2 separate regions of the Sus scrofa genome follow, and region 1 is linked to region 2. The links are chromatin contacts, called in public HiChIP or PLAC-seq maps. All regions are on one chromosome and are shown on one strand. The core of a region is the stretch at or near the end of the contact, and the rest is flanking DNA. Distances in the headings are between cores, read along the strand shown. Region 1 holds the start of DEDD2 (DNA-binding death effector domain-containing protein 2). Region 2 holds the start of MEGF8 (multiple epidermal growth factor-like domains protein 8).

Region 1 (5,698 bases), core at 2,294-4,793, 92 kb before region 2:
CATTGGAGTTTCCCTCATGGCTTAGTGGTTATCAAATCCAACTAGGAACCGTGAGGTTGTAGGTTCGATCCTTGGCCTCGCTCAGTGGGTTCAGGATCTGGCGCTGCCATGAGCTGTGGTGAAGGCTGGCGGCTACAGCTCTGATTCGACCCCTAGCCTGAGAACCTCCATATGCCACAGGTGCGGTCTTCAAAAGACAAAAAAAAAAAAGAAAGAAATTAAATTAAATCAATTAGAGATACCCACCATGAATAAATCTCAGAAACATGTCCAGGAGTTCCCGTCGTGGCGCAGTGGTTAACAAATCCGACTAGGAACCATGAGGTTTTGGGTTCGGCCCCTGCCCTTGCTCAGTGGGTTAACGATCCGGCGTTGCCATGAGCTGTGGTGTAGGTTGCAGATGCGGCTCGGTTCCCGAGTTGCTGTGGCTCTGGCGTAGGCCAGTGGCTACAGCTCCGATTCGACCCCTAGCCTGGGAACCTCCATATGCCGAAGGAACGGCCCAAAAATAGCAAAAAAAGACAAAAAAAAAAAAAAAAAAAGAAACACATCCAACAAAAACAGCCATGTTAAGAATGACACCCATGATGTGATGCCACTGAGGTGAAATATAAAACCACAAGAAACAATTCCATTCCTTGCTTCTGGACACATGCTTTTGCAGCAATAATAAACACACACAGCAATACTGAAACAGAATCACCCCCGGGGCCCCTTTCTTGATGGATCAGGATGGGATAGGTTTATCAGGGTTCAGAAGGAAGAGAGGACACTGCTGTCACACCTGCAGGGGTGGGCTGGGCTCACCTGTCTCCCACTGATCCTGCTGAGCATTTGAAGAACGGCTCGACTGCCGACGGCGCCGGCAGCTGCTCTCAGTCTCTCTGAGGAAGAGCTGGATGTGCCATAGCTGTAGCGTTCTGGAGAGACTGAGGAGAAAGAAAAATGGAAAGAAGTATTCAAAGCCTCCAGCCTCTTCCAGGCCCAGCCTCCAATTCCCAACCCCTGAGACAAATGCCTGCCCCACAGGGTACCTGAGCTCCCCAGCAGTCAAAGCCCACATACCCACTCCCTCAGAAACACCTCAGGCCAGGATAAAAGACTCATCACCTCCCAGGGCCACCCCAACCATAGCTACAGCAGCTCTAACTGTCAAGGTTATTCTGTAAGCAGAGTTCTGGTCAGGATTCCTGCAATGCTACCCCTAGTCAATTGCCCCGGTTCTTCCTAGGCCCCCAGGGGTAAGCAAGCCTCTGCAGGCTGCTTAAATCCTCTCTTCCACGGCCTGACCTCCAGATATATTTTTGCAGCAATGCCCAGTTCTGCCCTTCTCCTGGTTATCCAAATCCCATGGGCTTGCCCTGAGCAGGGAAGCTCACAAGCACCCTCCCCGAACTAGCCACAGAACCTCTAGCAACCCAGCCAAAAGTGCAACAGTTCAGAGACTATGCACACAAGGGGCTCCCATGCCTTAAACCCTCCCAGCTCCTCTCCTTCTCATGACCGCTGTCCTCTAGGAGTACTCCCCTCACAAGAACTAAGGGCATCAACTCTGGAGACAAACCAGCAGGGTTTTAATCCTAACTCCCACTTCCTGGTCTGCAAGCTTGTGTGTGACATAGCTTCTCACCTACCTCTCTCTGTCCTTACTTAGATCTCTACTCTTGCCACACTGGCCTCTGATAATGCCAAACTCGCCGCTGTCTCAGGGCTTAAAAGCCTGCCTTTCCCTCTGTCTGGAATTTTCTCCTCTGAGATTTATGCACCATGGCGGCTGTACAGCCTCAGTTCAAATGTCATCTTTTCAGAAAGGTCTTGACTGGTAATAGAATCTTAAAAGGGCCTCCCTTCACTCTGAGGCACTCAATTCCCCACTCTCTCTCTCTCTGCTCCACCACTTTGTTTCAGTCTTCCTATAAACACATCTAAAAAGTAAATCCTTCATTTGTCTTAAAGTCTGAAACCCCTACTAAATGTAAGCCTCATAGAACAAACACTTTTGTCAGCCACGTCACGCTGTATCTCCTGTCCCCTCTTCCCCATTCTCTAGGCGCACAGAATTTAATTATTTTATGTAGGCAAGCTGCTTAACTCTTCTGAACCCGTTTTCCCTATACAGTGGGAACAGTGACAGGACTTCCTCTTAGGATTACCAATAGGATATAAGGTAACAGTACATATATAAGAAGGGCTGACCGCTGTGCCTGGCATGAAATAAACCTTCCGTGAACAGTGGCCACAAACACTGATATTGATGCGGCCAAACTCCACAAGCTCACCCCTCCCAATGCCATGCCTCCTCCCGCTTATGTTTCTCTTTGATACCCAAGGGGGAGGAAAGCGTGAGATGGGATGTACATTGTCCGATATGGCACTCCCCACATCTGGCAGCAAGGCCCTCTCCCCACCGGAAGTGTGTCACCCGCCCAGTCAACCATACCTGGCCGGCGCCGCTTGCGCGCCAGGTGCGGCAGCAAGTCGTGGCGGGCCAGCACGCGCAGGAGTTGCCCCAGCAGCCGCAGGTTGCTCTCGTCGCACTGCCCGCGGCGCTCCAGCTCCAGCAGCAGCTCCAGGCCGCTGCGGGCGCGGGCTAGGCCGCCGGCGGCGCCTGGGACCTCGTCCAGCAGGAAGGCTAGCAGCTCCAGCTCGCACTCAGTCAGTTGCCCGCCCACCACCTCGAACATGCGGTGAAGCGACAGCATCCCGTAGTAGTCCAGGCACTCATCCTCCTCCCAACTCGGGGCCGGGGTCGACCCGGACAGCGCCATACCCGGGGGAGAGGAGGCGGAACCAGCTCGGAACGAGGGCCTAGAACCCACACAGCGGGGTCTGTGGTCAGCTACGCGGGGGCCTGGACCTCACTGCCGCCGGTGCGTCTCTCCTGCTGCGTGCCGCCGGGCAGGGCCACCCTCAAGTCCCAGCCGTGTTAGCCTCCCCCTTTTCCTACAAGAGAATGGTATCGCCCGAGGTCCCCTAGTAACAGGTCGAGACGCCAGACCCCACTAGTCCTCCAACCACTCCGGCTGGCCAAGCCCGAACGCCCCTCCCCGGGTGGTATGTTCCAAACAAGCCTCCGGACCCAAGAGATTCATTCGAAACAAGCCTGGGGACCCAACGCACGGCACCTTTCCGACTGCCCTTTGACTTTGAGTACCAATGTCCGGACATGCCCCTTGACTCTGTCCAGTGGTACAGTCCGATCAGCCCCACAGCTCCACCTAAGTGGTGCCGTCCAAAAGTGACCCTCTGCCCGGACCAAAGCAGTCCTTCGCTCCACACGGGTAGCGCAGTCGGAACCCGAGCCCAGAGCCCCGTAAGGGCGGTACCGCCCTCTCCCCAGCACCCAGGTTGGTCCAGTCTACCGCCACCAGTCGCTCTTAGATCTCTCTAGATCCTCACCGAATTCCGGCGTCTGAAGACTCCTGGGCGATGGCCACAGCCACTTGTTTTGGATCTTTCTGGCACCTTCTCTATTATTACGCCTGCGTCACCTCGCCCCTCCTCCTTCCCCCAACTCGCGCAGGTGCGACCGACACGCCCCCTAGGCGCATGCGCAGTGAGGCTTCCAAGCCCCTCCCCCCGGGACTGCTTCCCCAACTGGAGCGTTTGCACCGCCTCTGCTGCGCCTGCGCAGACCGAGAGCTGTTCAGCGTCTGAGCTGCTTCTGGGACCCCTTTGCAGGATTGCTTCTGCCCGCGGCATAAGCCACGGATTCTTTGTTCCCCCGTGTCACGACCTGTTGAAACTACTAATGTCACGGGCTACAGCTCCCTCCTAATCATGACCTAGGCTCCTACTTTACCACTGCTCCTGATGCCCATGGCGAAGGACCACAATCACGACCGTCCTGACTCCAGAGTAGCACCTAGACCTTTTATGATAGGGACTTGGACTCTCCTCTATTAGACTGCTTCTTACTTCCGTTGACAACCTACATCTCATCTGGGCCACCTCACCATCCCAACCGGAATCTCCCCTCATCCAACAGAAATCCCCCATCTATAAGTTCCTTCCCTGATCAAGACCAGGACTCCCGCATCTCATGTTAGGAACAAATACCTCATTCCTGATTGCAATTGGGTCCTCCATCTCCATTCTGCACCTTCCCATGGCATCCATCACGATTCCATTAGTCAGACACGCCCTCTCCCAGCAACTCAAACTCCCCTCCTATAACCTTTTCCAATCTCTACCCTCCAAGGTCACAGGGATTCCCAATACCTCCTCTCTAACCTGCACCTATGAGTTTTACTCTGGCAAGAGAGGTCTCTATCAAAAGAGCTGGTGACTGGAGTTCCCATCGTGGCTCAGTGGTTAACGAATCCGACTAGGAACCATGAGGTTGCAGGTTCGATCTCTGCCCTTGATGAGTGGGTTAAGGATCCCGCGTTGCCCTGAGCTGTGGTGTTGGTCGCAGACGCAGCTCGGATCCCGCGTTGCTGTAGCTCTGGCGTAGGCCAGCGGCTACAGCTCCGATTCGACTCCTAGCCTTGGAACCTCCATATGCCCCAGGAGTGACCCAAGAAGTGGCAAAAAAGACCAAAAAAAAAAAAAAAAAAGTTGGTGACTGAGCGCACATGGCACGCCCTGCCTCCCCCACTTATGTGACTCAAAGTTAGGGCTGGCACGCCTTGAAACAGATCTCCTTCCCCAACTGGTTCCCCACCCCCGGAATTATCACCCCCTTGAGAGGTGGGAGGGCTGGGTTCTACCTGGCATAAGCTCAGCACTAGCTCTGCTTGGGCTGCAGCAGTGACCTCTAAAGAGTCCCTTCCTCTCTCTCCAGTGGCAGCTGTCATCTACTGAAACTCAGCCTTGGGCTGGACACACAGTTGGCCCCTAGTAACTGAATATCATTGAATCAACTGACAAGAGAGAGGAAAGGGAAAGCAATTTTACAAACTAGGAAGGACCATGTCCACGTTAGGTGGTTACAGTGAGCATTCACAGTGTAGGAGGCCCTATGCTGAGTGCTTTTACCTGTTTGATTTCATCCAGTCCCTTCACCCGTCTTTGAGGTGAATATGATTCAAGACCATTTTAGGAGTTCCCGTCGTGGCGCAGTGGTTAACGAATCCGACCAGGAACCATGAGGTTGCGGGTTCGGTCCCTGCCCTTGCTCAGTGGGTTAACGATCCGGCGTTGCCGTGAGCTGTGGTGTAGGTTGCAGACGCGGCTCGGATCCCGCGTTGCTGTGGCTCGAGTTGCTGTGGCTCTGGCGTAGGCCAGTGGCTACAGCTCTGATTCGACCCCTAGCCTGGGAACCTCCATATGCCGCGGGAGTGGCCCAAGAAATAGCAAAAAAGACCAAAAAAAAGACCATTTTATTATTATTATTATTATTTTGCTTTTTAGGGCCGAACCCTCAGCATATGGAAGTTCCCAGGCTAGAGGTTGAATCAGAGATGCAGCTGCCAGCCTATGCCACAGTGACACAGGATCTGAGCCACTTCTTCGACTTATACCACAGCTCATGGCAACGCCAGATCCTTAACCCACTGAGTGAGGCCAGGGATCGAACCCGCATCCTCATGGATACTGGTCAGGTTCTTAACCCGCTGAGCCAGGACAGGAACTCCCAAGCCCATTTTACGGAGGAGTTAAAGTGAGGCCCAGAGGTGGGTAAGAACCCCAAGTGTGTTGACTCTAAAGCTGTGCTCTCAGAGATGCTCAGTCTTCAGTTATGAAATGACATTTC
Region 2 (5,292 bases), core at 567-3,066:
GCACGTCGCAGATCGCCTCAGCCGGAGCCCCGGGCCCGGGAGGGAGCCAATCAGCAGACAAGGCCTTCCCGCAGCACGTCTATGGGAACGTGACGTTCATCAGCGACTCGGTGCCCAACTTCACGGAGCTCTTCTCCATCCCCCCGCCCGCCTCCTCTGTAAGCCCCGCGCCCCCGGCGCCCGAGGAGCTGCTGGCGCCGCCCCTGGAGTACCTGACCCCGCTCCCGGCCCCTCCACCACCCTCCATACCCCGGCGCCTGAGCCCACCCCCTGCTTTTCGCACCCCCCGCGCCCCAACGCCGCGCCGCGACCGTTCCCCGGCGCCTGCGCCCACCCTGCCGGACTGGGTCCTGGCGCTGTTGCGCACGCCCCCTCAGACGCCCCGCGCGGTGCCCCCGCCGCCGGCCTTCCGCGGTTCTCCCTACCCTCCCCGGCCGCCGCCGGAGTTCGCCCACCGCACCCCGACGCCGCCCCTTGAGTACCTGGCCCCCCTGCCCAGGCGCCCCTGACTAACACCTGTGCTCACACCTTGGGGGGGGGTCATCCAGAGGGAGGGGGGCGGGCCTTCGGGGCCGCATCTGCCCCCCGTGGGTCCTGGACGGCCTCTGACCCTGACCCCCCTCCCAGGCCGGGAAGCAGGTGGAGGAGACAGCGGTGGCGGCGGCGGCCCCGAGGGGCCGCGTGGTGACAATGGCCGAGCCGGGCGCGGCCTCCCCGCCCCCTCCCTCTCGGTTCCCCAAGGCGGTCGACCCGATCTGGGATGGCCCGACGCCGCCCTACCAGCCGCTCGTGCCTCAGACAGCGGCGCCGCACACTGGCTTCACCGAATACTTCAGCATGCACACGGCCGGGGGCAATGCACCCCCGGTCTGAGCACCCCTGCCCTCCCCTGCCCAATGGGCCGCGCGCCGGGCCCAGGCCGGGCTCCAGATCCCCACTCTATCCCGGCCCCAGGGCTCTGCCATCCAGGCCATCCCAAACCTCCCCACCCAACGCGCCCATGTGCGTAATATCCTCCCACCCCTTCCCCGACTCTTGTGCCAAACGGTCCCGCGGGAGCCGCTCTCCCCGTCCCCTCCCTTAGCCCCTGCCCCGAGCGGCACCGGATTCTGGGCTCCCGCTGTTCCGTGACCTCCGGCCCCCGGGCCCCCTACGAGACCTCTGACCCTGCTGGACCCCAGAACGATCCAGGGATCCTGCCTGTGATTCTCCAGGACTCCACGACCCCAAGCCACTGCTCCCAGGACGGATATTGTGAAGCTAGTCTCCATCTCTGTGACCTTGGACCCCTACTCTTTCCACCCTATCTCCATCCCAGAGGCCCTCCCTCAGGTCCCTGGCAGAAAGACTTTTTCCCCTTCTTGCCAAAATAAAGAAGATTCTTTGTTTTTATCTATATGATGGCCTCTTTTACATTTTGATAGTGCTCAGAGACAGGGCTGAGCAAGAACTGTTTCAGGCTCAGGACCTCAGTGTGCCCATCTGAGAAATGGTATTTTAGGATGGGCTTGCATAACATGACCTTTTGTTGCCCTAGAATCTGGGAGCACTGAAGATATGAATCATCAACTAGCAGAGTCCTCTCTCTTACGTTTGGCTTATTTTTACCTTTTCTTCCCGAGTCAGAGGTAGATGCGCCCCCCAGTGGCGGATGCTTCACTCAGCTACCTGCGACAAGAGTTCGGGTTACGATTTCAGCACTGCGCATGTATAAGTCTCACTTTCCGTCGGCCAAGTAGGTCATTGCTGCGCATGCGTCTAGGAACAAATGGGCGGGGAAGTTTCCGGAAGTCTCCCTTTGTGGAGGGGTGGGGTTGGGGGCACCGCAGTCCTCCCAGGGCCGCTCTGACCTGCTTCTCGGCGACTTCTCGCCTCCTCTTCGTTCTCTCTCCCACAGCGGCCTCTCGGGCCCCGCCCCCTCGCCCTCTTAGCGGGTCTTCCCGCGGCCGCTCTGGCCCGAGCGTCCCCTCGTCTCTCTGACCTGACTCATCCGGCTTCGAAGGGAGGCGCGGGTGGGTGAGCAAGGGAGTTTGTCTATGGGGTCCAGGCCTGAGCCCCTGAAGACCGGCTCGGCTCCGGGCACCCGCTCGCGCCCCGTCCCTGGCTGGAGGGGTCTTTTCTGGACCATTTGGGCCAGGCCTGGCCCGGCCTGCACACTTTACGTAGGCCTCTGCCAGGCTGTAGAGCCCATCGCCCCCTGGGGACCCACCGGGCTCTAAGGTCCGTTTCGGCTTGCAGCGGCCCGCGACTGTAACTGCAGGACACCATTTATGGGGTTAGCCAGTCTATGGGGGCCCGTGTCTATAAGGGACTCCCAAGGTCCCTAGGGGTCTGCCAGGTCTATTACGACCTCACTGACAGGGTTTTCCATGGGTCTATAGGGCCCAGCCCTCGGCATTCAGAGCCGGTCAGCAGCGGCGGTTCCCTTCGCGGGGACAGCGACTTCTGGACCTCCCTGGTCTACAAGGCAATGTACCATCTATAGAGGTCGCATTTTCAGGGCCTCAAGCCGGGTGGAGGGCCCTCTCCAGGTCTTCACCACGCATCCCGTCTGTAAGGGTCAGTGCTGGAGGGAGGAGGCGATGGCCCTGGGCCGGGCTCTGGCGGCTGCGCTGGCTCTATCTTTGGCCGCGCTGGGGCCACTGTTCCTTGGGGCCCAGGCAGGGGACTGCAAGGGGCAGCGGCAAGTGCTGCGGGAGGCTCCAGGCTTCGTGACAGATGGTGCGGGCAACTACAGCGTCAATGGCAATTGCGAGTGGCTCATCGAGGGTGAGTGGGGCCGAGTGGGTCACACACTCACTCATGCGCTAATTCGTTCATTTGTGCACTCGTTCATCCACTCCCCACGTTCCCAGAGCCCGGGTCTGGTCCAGCCCCTTTGCTCTGAAATGCAGCCAACCTGGGCCCTGCCCTGGAAGGCCTTGAAGTCTGGTGGGGGAGTTGCACTCAGATCCAGATGCCCAAGTCAGGAGCATCAGTGAGGGGTATTGTGAGTAACTAACTGTTAGAAACTCAGGCTCTGAGCCCAACCACCTGGCTTCATTGGAATTTGGGTTCTGCTTCTTAGTAGCTTTTTGAATTTGGGCAAACAGCTTTTTTTGTCTAAGGTTCGGCTTTCCCTCCCTGCAAGTGGGGCCAGTAATAGTACTCACCTCATAGGGCTGTTGGAATTAAAAAAGAACGGGTATTTACCGTGCCTGGCACAAACAGTAAATGCTCAATAAATAGTCTTAAGATTATGAATGTGGTTCTTTTTAAAGTACTTACAAGCATTTTTTTTTCCCAGTCATTCATGTGCCAGACATTGTCTTTGCCACTGGGATATAGCAAGAGACACAGCCCCAGCAATCCCTGATGACTTGGGGCTTGGAATCCAGTGGGAGAGACAAACACGCTAATAAACAGTGGCATGGAGGTCCCGTAGTGGTCAGCAGTTAACGACTGAGCATCCATGAGGACGCTGGTTCCATCCCTGGCCTTGCTCAGTGGGTTAAGATCCAGCGTTACTGTGAGCTGTGGTGTAAATTGCAGACGTGGCTTGGATGGTGCAGTGCTGTGGCTCTGGCATAGGCTGGTGGCTATAGCTCCGATTCAATCCCTAGCCTGAGGTTGAACAAAACAATGGCAGCCTGGAGTGGTTGGGGCTGTGATGGAGGAAACCCACAGTCTTGGGGGAGCCCAGAGAAGGTGTCTGACCTGTGGGGTGGGCGAGAGCAGAGAAGGCTTCTTGGAGTTGATGGGGAGCTGAGACCTAAGGGATCAGCCAGGAGGAGGAGAGATGTGCTCCAGGAAGAGGAAACAGCCTGTGCTAAGGCCCCATCCCTAACCTCGGGTTCCCAGTCCAGTGGGGGAAACAAGCACACCCCAGGGACTGGGTGGGAAGCCCAGAGATGACGTCAGACTTACTCTGGGCTATAGCTGAGGCCAGAGGCATGTGTAGGAGAGAGCAAAAGGGCATTTCAGGTGAGAGTAGCCCGTGCAAAGGCCTGGAAGCTGGAGGATATGCTGCTTTTGAGGAACTCAAAATCTATGCTAGAATACAGATCCAATGAGGCAGAGACTGGAGGGTTAGGAGGAACCAGACGGTGTAGGACCTGGTGATTTTTGAGCTGTGTCCTGAGGGCAATAAGGAGGCAAAAGAGAAATCCAAGACAGTGGCTGGAGAAGTCCAGGAGGGCTTCCCTTGGCAGCAGATGAGGAGCTGGCCTCCGAGAGATGTGGGAGTCCCCAGGAGGTCCTGGGTAAAGGCCAGAGGTGTGATGGCCCCGGATTGTGGGGCACCTCCCTTTGCAGGATGCGGAGCTTGGACTTTATCAGGGGGCACTGGGGCTCTATGGAAGGTTTTGAGCAGGGGAAGGATGTGCTCTAATTTATGTTTGTTTTTTTTTGTTTTGTTTTGTTTTTTTTTTGTCTTTTTGCTATTTCTTTGGGCTGCTCCCGCGGCATATGGAGGTTCCCAGGCTAGGGGTCGAATCGGAGCTGTAGCCACCAGCCTACACCAGAGCCACAGCAACGCGGGATCTGAGCCGCGTCTGCAACTACACCACAGCTCACAGCAACGCCGGATCGTTAACCCACTGAGCAAGGGAAGGGACCGAACCCGCCACCTCATGGTTCCTAGTCAGATTCGTTAACCACTGCACCACGACGGGAACTCCTAATTTATGTTTTAAATATTCTCTATGGCTGTTATGTGGGGTGTGGATGAAGCATGTTTCTTGGGGATGAGTGTATTTGTCCCCAGCTTGGGGGCCATTCCTCTTGGGGTTCAGAAGAGAATGGGAAATATGTGTATGTGTTAGGGGGTATCAGTCATTCTCCGGCCTTGGAGAGCTCCAGCCTGGTTGGAGATAGTAAGGCTGAACACAGATGTTCAGCCTCCAGTGTGCTCAGGGCTGAGACACAGAAGGTGCAGGACCAGGAGGTTAGACAGGTCTAGGGGAGTGAGAAGACTCTGTTGGGGGTCACAAGAGGAGAAGCCACCGGAGCAGGGTTCTGAAACATGCACAGGAGTTTTCCTGGGTTAAAAAATGGGAGCAGCCTCTATGAAGACAAAAGAGGGTCTTGGTGTGTCTCAGGAGCTATGTCTAGGCTTGTCTGGTCTGGCTGAACTGTTGGCTGGGGGGGTGAGGAAGGTGCCAGAAGCAGGGGAAGAAAGGCCTTGAATGTCATGCTGAGCAGCTTGGCTTTTATCTTGGGGTTGATGGGGAGCCAAAAGGGAATTTTGAGCAGAAGGGGGGCATCGCTTTCGGACTGGGGTGGGGGGTGGCTGGAGACTTGGTGTGTTAGTCT

The links. HiChIP or PLAC-seq counts read pairs in DNA pulled down with a chosen protein or histone mark.
Region 1: a contact with region 2 is called in an H3K27ac HiChIP or PLAC-seq map of alveolar macrophages. The contact joins the promoter of DEDD2 here to the promoter of MEGF8 in region 2. A contact is called at or near these places in 2 of 5 promoter capture datasets (fetal skeletal muscle and liver), 2 of 47 Hi-C or Micro-C datasets (heart right ventricle and liver) and 1 of 2 datasets of contacts at active chromatin or transcription factors (alveolar macrophages).

What each region holds. Positions count from the first base shown.
Region 1 is chr6:49,708,793-49,714,490 of Sscrofa11.1, reverse strand. It overlaps DEDD2 (DNA-binding death effector domain-containing protein 2), which reads right to left and starts at 3,543. Exons shown (of 6, transcript XM_013988629.2): 1 at 3,400-3,543; 2 at 2,441-2,943; 3 at 889-929; 4 at 808-886. The coding sequence starts at 2,768.
Region 2 is chr6:49,615,644-49,620,935 of Sscrofa11.1, reverse strand. MEGF8 (multiple epidermal growth factor-like domains protein 8) reads left to right here and starts at 1,816. Exons shown (of 41, transcript XM_005655875.3): 1 at 1,816-2,769. The coding sequence starts at 2,583. It overlaps TMEM145 (transmembrane protein 145), which reads left to right. Exons shown (of 15, transcript XM_021094427.1): 14 at 1-158; 15 at 628-1,396. The coding sequence ends at 873.